Linked DNA regions of Mus musculus: region 1 is linked to region 2. The links are chromatin contacts, called in public Hi-C maps. All regions are on one chromosome and are shown on one strand. The core of a region is the stretch at or near the end of the contact, and the rest is flanking DNA. Distances in the headings are between cores, read along the strand shown. Region 1 overlaps Ebf4 (early B cell factor 4). Region 2 holds the start of Idh3b (isocitrate dehydrogenase 3 (NAD+) beta).

The links. A called contact is a pair of places that touch in the nucleus more often than the background predicts.
Region 1: a contact with region 2 is called in a Hi-C map of extraembryonic ectoderm, with 2.8 times the contacts expected there. The contact joins the enhancer-like site here to the promoter of Idh3b in region 2. A contact is called at or near these places in 15 of 39 promoter capture datasets (the C10 cell line, the HPC-7 cell line, HPC-7-derived erythroid cells and 8 more), 6 of 15 datasets of contacts at CTCF or cohesin (the G1E-ER4 cell line, embryonic stem cells, hippocampal excitatory neurons and 2 more), 140 of 484 Hi-C or Micro-C datasets (the 63-12 cell line, 8-cell embryo, the AML12 cell line and 81 more), 27 of 115 datasets of contacts at active chromatin or transcription factors (T-cell acute lymphoblastic leukemia, VIP interneurons, acute myeloid leukemia and 16 more) and 4 of 9 other capture datasets (adipose tissue, embryonic tail, macrophages and 1 more).

What each region holds. Positions count from the first base shown.
Region 1 is chr2:130,363,677-130,367,894 of GRCm38.p6, forward strand. Ebf4 (early B cell factor 4) reads left to right here. Exons shown (of 17, transcript NM_001110513.1): 15 at 1,784-1,981. Among named protein-coding and RNA genes, the nearest start is that of Gm39936, 21 kb to the left of the region's middle. Within about 2 kb of position 1,670, at least 28 of the 459 cell types and tissues checked have an H3K27ac peak or open chromatin away from gene starts, as enhancers often do. A contact at or near this core is called in Sertoli cells, differentiating embryonic stem cells, epiblasts and 2 more, where this site is marked.
Region 2 is chr2:130,283,121-130,287,282 of GRCm38.p6, forward strand. Idh3b (isocitrate dehydrogenase 3 (NAD+) beta) reads right to left here and starts at 1,331. Exons shown (of 12, transcript NM_130884.4): 1 at 1,262-1,331; 2 at 1,051-1,128; 3 at 818-916; 4 at 589-709. The coding sequence starts at 1,297.

The DNA.
Region 1 (4,218 bases), core at 420-2,919, 81 kb after region 2:
TCCCCTGCCTAATTTTCCTTATGAGGGTGCTGTTCTTACAGGCTATGAACCCAGCCTGGCACTTACTTTGACCTTGAATTTACTTGTGAAATCCACGGTTCCTCTAAGCCAGAGTCCACACGGGCTATAGCCTTCTTGTGTCCCTACCAAAGCAAATCTCTCCTGGGCTTAGCCCAGGATCAGGTCCCATTGTTCCACATTCCTTCAGTTCTGAGACAATCGACCTCACAGCGTTTTTCTAGGATTCCCTTGTGTTTGCATGGCTCGCCTTTTCCTGGAGACACAACAGTACTGGGCAGCAGTGACAGCTGTCCCAGTGCAGTCTATCTTGGGCCACACCATGCAACAAGATCTGAACTTCCAGAGGCACTTACGCCCTGCTTCACCATCATCAGGGATATTCTGTACTCTACACAGGCCTGTTCCCATTCCCCAAGTGCAGGGTGCTTTGTGATACCATACCAGTGTGTCATTCTCATTGAGTTTTCCAAGGTATCCCTAAAATGTCATCAGAATTGAGAATTGTCCTATTCTGCAAAATGTGGCTATGTGGCTATTAGCTCTCTGGGCCTTAAGAGTATATATGTGTGTGTGTGTGTGTGTGTGTGTGTGTATATATGTATATGTATATATATGTATATGTATATCTCCAGTGTGTGTGTATATATGTGTGTGTGTATATATATATCTCCAATATATAATGTGTATATATAATGGATATATATAATATATATATATCCAGTGTGTGTATATATATAATATATATGTATATATATAATATATATATATGTATATATATGTGTGTATATATATATATATATATATCCAGTACATACACACACACACATCCATTCATTGGTGTAAAGCACTTCATTATGTCTAGGGATAAATAGATTATGTCCAGGAAAATGCTAGTATTGAGTATTTTCTTCAAGGAGATGGTGACCATGGCTAAGGACATTAGAATAGGGTAGCAATTGCAGTCATTTTTGTATCAAAAGTCTTAGAATGGTTGGCTCTGGTGTCAGAAGCCTTCTCAGGCCACAGTTTTCTTCCACAAAATCTGTATCTGTGGTCCATTGACTGATGGTCGAGGTTGTAGAAAGTTGGAACTGAGAGACCCTAGACAGGAGCCCGAGCAGATACAGGAGGCTTCCGGGGTCCAACTGGAGATGACAGGGCCTTGAGTTAAAGTGGAAAGAAACAGTACCCAGGGTGGGGAGAACAAAGTATAGGATCTGCTAGGTAGGAACGTTCATTTGGAGAGGAAGTTTGGGTGTTTGTGTGGCCGTCATTACCTCAGAGGCTGCACATATACCAAGACTTCATCCCTATCTACTTACTCCAACTTTGGTCTTGAACTTTGAAGTTAGCCTTGGCAATACACACTCATAAGCATTTCAGAATTCCAGCGGTTTTCCACAGGAATTCCCGTCTTTCCCTCTCTTTCTTATCTCCTGCTGTTGGGAGCATTTCCCACTGTTTGTTTTCACTGGGACTGATCCTGTCATTTCCATCCCTGAATGTGATGCCCAAAACTCTGGGGGAAAAAAAGGCAAGGACTGGTCCGGGGCCCAGAGGCTCCCAGTTTACCTCTAGACATTCCCTTGTGGTCTCCTTAGGAAGACCACATCCCAGGGAGGCCTGAGCCAGCAGCCTGGTCTGCAGGGACTCACTGCCCACGTGACACCGCAACCCTGCTGCTCACTCTGGTGCCGTCTCCCTGTTGTGTCTCCCACTGCCTTCCTTGCCGCACCTGCCCCTTCCTCGCCCCGCCCCGGAGTCATGCCCTCTAGCCCCCCGCTGGCGGCTGCCTCCTCCATGTCCCTTCCGGCCGCCGCCCCCACCACCAGCGTCTTCTCCTTCTCGCCTGTCAACATGATCTGCGCTGTCAAGCAGAGGAGCGCCTTCGCCCCTGTGCTGCGCCCACCCAGTTCCCCATCGCAGGCCTGCCCCAGAGCCCACAGAGAGGGGCTTCCAGGTGAGCGATCGAGGCTGCCTCACAGTAACCTGAGGGAAGGGTCTACTCCATCTAGACGTCACCAAAGCCCCGTGCTGTTGACCAGTTGCTTTTGGAGGGTGCCCAGTGAGAGGCTCTGTGGGTGTCTAAGAAGGCTCAGCTGGACTCCACTTCCTCGAACTTTAAAGCTTGAAGTGTCCTGGCCTCTATCTAGACCCGCTCAACCAACCACTTGGCTAAGATTGAAATCCCCACTTAGGTCTCGGTAGTTCAGCCCTGCTCAATCGAGCCCAGAGCAAAGACCCAACCCCAAGAGCTGAAAGAACCTTTCTCCTGTGTCCACCAGAGGGATATACTGCATTGAGACTGGGTCATCTAATGAACAAGAAGTCACTGACCTTAGATGTGGCTTAGCCTTTCCCGGTGTGCAGGAACTAAGAACACGTACCTGTGTCTGGGTAGCTCCTCTCACACAGGCAGCAGACACTTGTAGCCGACAGAACTTTCCACAACCTAATAGGCCCTGGAAACATGGTAGATGGCTGTGGGGAAGAAGCTAGGAGTAACGGTATGGGTAAAACAAGTCCCAGTCAGGAGGAATAGCTGGGAGCAGGGCTAGACGACGTCATCATCTCCCAAAGACTTGTCGTTATGAAGCTACAGGATAGGATGTCTGGAAGGATCTCCCTGGACCCAAACCAGAACTTAGCTCTTAGCCCTGCACCTAGTTTGGCATTTACCCCGCAGCTGGTGCTTAGTGACTAGAGGTTACATTTTTAGGTAAGTGTTATGTCTGAAGGCCCCCTTTAAATACAGAAGCCTTAAAAGGGTTCACTGCAGTTTGATGGACAGCTGAACTGACAGAGGCTGGGGTAGAACGTACCCGACAGGATAGTCTTCCAGATAGTAGTGGGCATTCTTTAGGGAAAAATCAGTCTTCAACAGGGAAATGGTGATTTTTATTCAGTTTTTGATAAACTGAGATATACTGTGAGTCTTCTAGGAAACAAATTTATTAGAGCACAATGTTTTGTTGTTGTTGTTTTGTTTTATTTTGTTTGAGACAAGGTTTCTCTACATAACCCTGTCTGTTCTGGAACTCACAGAGATCCACCTGCCTCTGCCTCCAAAGTGCTGGGATTCAAAGCTCACAGCACCATGCCTGACATAAAATTTATTTTAAAAAAGAGCATCTAGACATTAGTTCCTGGGGATATCTTTGAGGTTTAGGAAGAGACAACCTTGTGGTTTCCTAAATCTGATGTAGTTTGCTGAGGCCAAGATAAAGTCACGGAGGCAAGACTGCTGTCCGAGGCCATGGTCATCCTGCAGCGCAATGATGACAGTTGGAAGAAAATAACAGTGCCCCGAAAGGCCTCTGAGCCCTAAGATTCTCTTGATGACAGGCTTTGGGTACACTAGAAGGAGTGTGAAGCACTCCCAGGGGCCTGGGAAGACAATCAAGGATGGTGGTTATACACAGCAGCCAGAAGATCCACCTGGCACTGGGGAAAGGCCATAGTGCAGAGAGGTCCAGCAACCCACTGTGGTCCTGGACCCACAGTTTTGCTGTGCCCTGCCTTGCTCTGTAGACAGAATGGTATTTTACCCTCTAGAGCCCACTGCTCTGGACAATCCAGACAGATCTGAGATGGTTGATTAACCATTTCAAGTTACCAACTTTTATACAGGGTAAGAGGGCAAGGAGACTGGCTGGTAAGCCATCCACAGGATGACCTGTTGTCAAAGCAGGATTTGAAGGATAGTTCTTTTTCTACTGCAGGAGGCTTCAAGAAGGTCTGTGGAGAGAGAAGCTGGGGTGTAGAAACCCACGTGCAAAGTATTAGAAGATAAGCCATGCAGATACATGTCAAAACCCTAACACGAATGAGCCAGCAGGGTGACAAAGTGACTTAATACAAGAGGACTTGGGGGGTTGGGTCAGAGTTTAAAACTCTTAACCAACACACACAGATGCTGGGTGAGCCTGGCAGCCAGCCTGTAATCTCAGGAAGGTGGCGTTGGGAATCCTGAAAGCAAACTGGCTAGTGAGGGTAGCTAGACCGGATCAGTGAGTTCTAGGTGTCATTAAAAAAAGATCTGCCTCAGCCTCAGTGAATAAGAATAGGATGGTTGTTAACACCAGTGTGCATGCGTGCGTGCATGCGTGTGCAATTACACATTCATGTGCCCACATGAATGCATCACTCACACACACACACACACACACACACACACACACACACACACACACACAC
Region 2 (4,162 bases), core at 81-2,580:
AAAGCTGGCCCTGCAAGTGAGGCTGTCCAAGAAAGTGGGTCTATAGGAGGAAACCTACAAGCTAAATAAATAAATAAATAAATAAATTTTTAAAAATCCAATATGGGGAATAAAACAGCACAAGAGAAGAAATGGAGTGGTTAGAATGATCAGCGCACACTGGGTTAGGGTGGCCGTGCCTTTAATCTCAGCCCTTGGGAGGCAGAGGCAGAGAGCAGAGAGGCAGAGGCAGGCAGATCTCTGTGAGTTCGAGTCCAGCCTGGTCTACAGAGAGTTCCAGAACAGCCGGGGCTACACAGAGAAACCCTACCTGGAAAAACTAACAACAACAACAACAACAACAACAAACAATAAATGAACAAACCAAAAAAGAATGGGCACGCAGACACAACTAACAGGGTCTGACCCCGGTGACACAGCCTCAGCAGGTCCCAACCCCTTCCTGACATCACTAACTCCTGGTTTGCCACTGAGAAGAAACAAATTCCTAAATGTCAGTAGAGGCCAGTCTGGAAAACTGATATATACACACTGCAGAGAGAGGGGCTTTATGAACACTGCTCTTAAATGACAGAGTGCCATACAAACCAATGATGGCAACTTTGTTCTCCTTCATGGAACTCAGCACCTGCTCCAGCTTCTCCTCAGAAGCCATATTCTGCACCTCGCTCAGATGATGCTCCTTAAATTCCACAGGGACAGCAGCAGCCTTCAGGGATAAGTCCAAGCACAGGGCTGGGTCAGGTCTGAACTTTCCAACAACCCATCCATCCCTGTAGCCTGATCCGCCACCCATCCCCCGCCCCGGGCTATTCACCTTGAACACTTCCTTGACAGCATGCATGAGCTCTGGCCCCACGCCGTCTCCAGGCAGCATGGTCACAGGAAAGGCACCCTCCACCCTCACATCTTGTGCCTGTGAGTGGGGCCAGCAGAGATGGAGCAGGGGCAGAAGTGGGAGTCAGAGGGAAAGAGGTGGGGAGGGGAAACCCAGGGGAGCGGCAAGGAGGCGACAAGGATGGGCGAGAACGAAGCTGGACTCAAGCGTACCTGGCTCTGGGAAGCGGCGTGAGCCGTAGATGTTCCGAGACCTCTCCATGCCCCGGAGTTCCGAGCGGCGAGCACCGCCTGCGACAGACACAAGGTCAGATCGGGGACACCGCGGCCCCTTACACCGCGATGACCTTGCCTTCTTTTGGAAACCGCGGACAAACCCTCTGTTCTCCCGCCCACCCTCCGCTCAGGTCGTCCCGGGCCTCACTCGGGTCAGCCAGCGGACATTGCTCAGCGCTGCCATGTTCGGCCGAGGAAGTCGCGGGGGAAGTGACGCCGGAAGCGAGCGCGGTCGTGGGAGCTGGACTTCCTGTCAGCCCTGGCGAGCTTGGCGGTTCTTTCTCCCGTACCAATCGGCGGTGTGTACGGATTCACTTGAGTTCTCTCCTTCTGTTTGGTAATGTAGGGTCACAGGACACACAACCAGTTTGTCTGTTTGCTTTGTTTTCACTCGTCAGATTTAATTTCTCTTGAAAATTCAAAACAACATCCAAATATATATGGCCAAGTATTGAACAAGGATGTGAGTTTAACAATAAGTTGAGAAGTCTTGGGAATTTGTGAATGTTTGAATGTTCTGTTATGCGTTATTCTCTTAACTAGTACTCACTGTTAGTCACTTAGAATTCTTTTAAATAGGTAAAATAATTCAGATTACAAAGAAAACTGGTTATGATAAGAAAACTAACTTGGAGTTGATGAGGTAGCTCTGTAGACCAGGCTGGCCTCAAACTCATAGACCCGCCTGCCTCCACCTCCCAAGTGCTGGAATTAAAGGTGTGCACCACCACATCCTGGAAAAAAAAAAAAAGAAGCTGAAAAATAAAAGCTAATTCTTTTGCTCCACTGTATAGTATGCTATAATTTAAATTTACTAAATTGCTTAATCCTTTCTTAAATAGGCAGATACCTAGTATGAAATCTGATTTGGGCTCTTCTCAGCAACATTGCTGTGTATATCCCTGTACATTCTCCTTTGTACATATGATGAAGATTATAACTATCCTGCAGGGCACCTCTAGCCATGTATGTATTACAGGTGAAATGGTGTGTTTTCAATAGTTTGATTATAGATCTGTGTGTGTTTCACTCATGAATTTGTTCTCATGCAGTAAACAGAAAACTCATTCATCATGATAGCTGATAGTTTCTCTCCCACTACTTCTGGAAATAAAGAGTTACTGACATTGATTTAGCTGCTTAGTTATGTCCCCAGGGATCCTGGATGGGGGGCGGGTCCTCTATATCATCTCCTCTCAAAACTCCATTAGATTGCTAAACCCAGTGTCTATTTTATAATAGAATGTTGAGTATCTCATATAATTTATTGAGTGCTACACGGAAAGTGTATCAGAACAGGCATGTATGTTTTGTTGAGACAGGATCTCTCTTTATATCCCTGGTTGACCTATAACTTCCTATGTAGACCAGGCTGACCTGGAACTCAGAGAGATCCACCTGCCTCTTTGCTTTCTAAGTGCTAGGATTAAAGGCGTGTACCCCATGCCTGCCTAATGGACTTGTATCAATTACTTTTATCATTGTTGGGACAAAACACAGACAAAAGCAGCTTTCGAAAGAACAGATTTACTTTAGCTCATGGCTCCAGGAGACCCCAGTCACCACAGAGGGGAAGGGACGGCAGCAAGATCAGGAAGCAGCTGGGCTCTCTCTCTCTCTCTCTCTCTCCAGTTCAAACTGGCCATTTTCACTCAAGGCACATCAGGTATCTGAGCAGGACCATCAGGGAGAAGACTCTAGGGCCCTATAAAGTACACAAGCAGATACATGGGGGTGGGTAGAGGCTGCTCCGTAGTTACGAGCATTTACTGCTCTTGCAGAGGACCCAGATTTTGTTCCCGGCACCCACATGACAGCTCACAACCATCTGTAATTCCAGTTCCTGGGGATCCAATACTTCTTCTGACCCTTGTATGCATATGATGCACATACATACACTCAAGGGCATACACATAAAATAAATATTTTTAAAAATACACAAACAGCATCAATATAGTGGACTCCCAGCTTTAGGGCCTCTCCCAATTCGAAAAGATAAAACTTCTACTTTTGCTTTCTCTATGGCTTGGTCTTCTGTCTTTCTTGAACACTCAGTTCTCTGTCCATTTCAAGGAACAAACCTGGCACTCCCCTAGACGACCACCAGTACTATATGACATATTCACATAACCTTCAAAAAGAAGTCAGATTTGGAAGTGCCCACTAGAGGCATGTGTTGTTTTGGATTAGACATGAGAGGGGTTTTGGCGATGTTAGGAATCTCCTATACTCTTACCGGACGGTGGTTCTGAGTGTATACTGTGAGCAAGCAATGGAGGAGCTTGAGTAACTCATGCAAAGGAAACCATTGGTCCAGACAGACTGGACTGAGTCGCTCAATGTTAATAACTCTAAGCTACAGCAAATGTGGAGATCTGAGGGTTCCTGTGGCAAGAACTGTCCTAGAAGGAAAAGGGATCAGAGTGTGAAGAGAGATGAGGAGAGGAAAGACCATGGCAACCAATAATAGAGATGCAGTGGCCAAGATCATGTAGGGAATCCAATCACTCATCTTTCTGGCAGGAGAAACGGCATTCTAAAAATAAATGAAGTAATAGCTGATGTCTATTGAACTTTTAAATGCATGTGTATGCATATGCACAGACACACTAAACAAATGTAAAAAACAAAGATAAAAATTGTGGTTTAACCTACTTTATAAGCTAAGGACTTCTGTATCCCAGACAAACCTCTAATGTGGTATGGCTCTAAGTGGAAGGAAAGCATATGTTATAATTCTACAGATGGAAACATTGAGGCTTTTGTTTTTTAATCCTGGGACTTACCTGGAACCTAGGTCTTTTCAAACTCAAAAAGGTCTTTCCACCTCAACATGACACTCTTGCTTGCTTGTTTGTTTGTTTGTTTGTTTGTTTTATGGTGCTGGGGACAGAACCCAGGGCCTCACATGTTCCCAGTAAGTATTCTGCAGGAGAACCATACATAAAACAGGCTAGGCCATGTCTCAGTGTTGTAAGGCTTGTCTAGCAGTCAGGAAGCCATGGGTTTGATCCTCAACAACACAAACCAGCATGGTAGTGCATTCCTG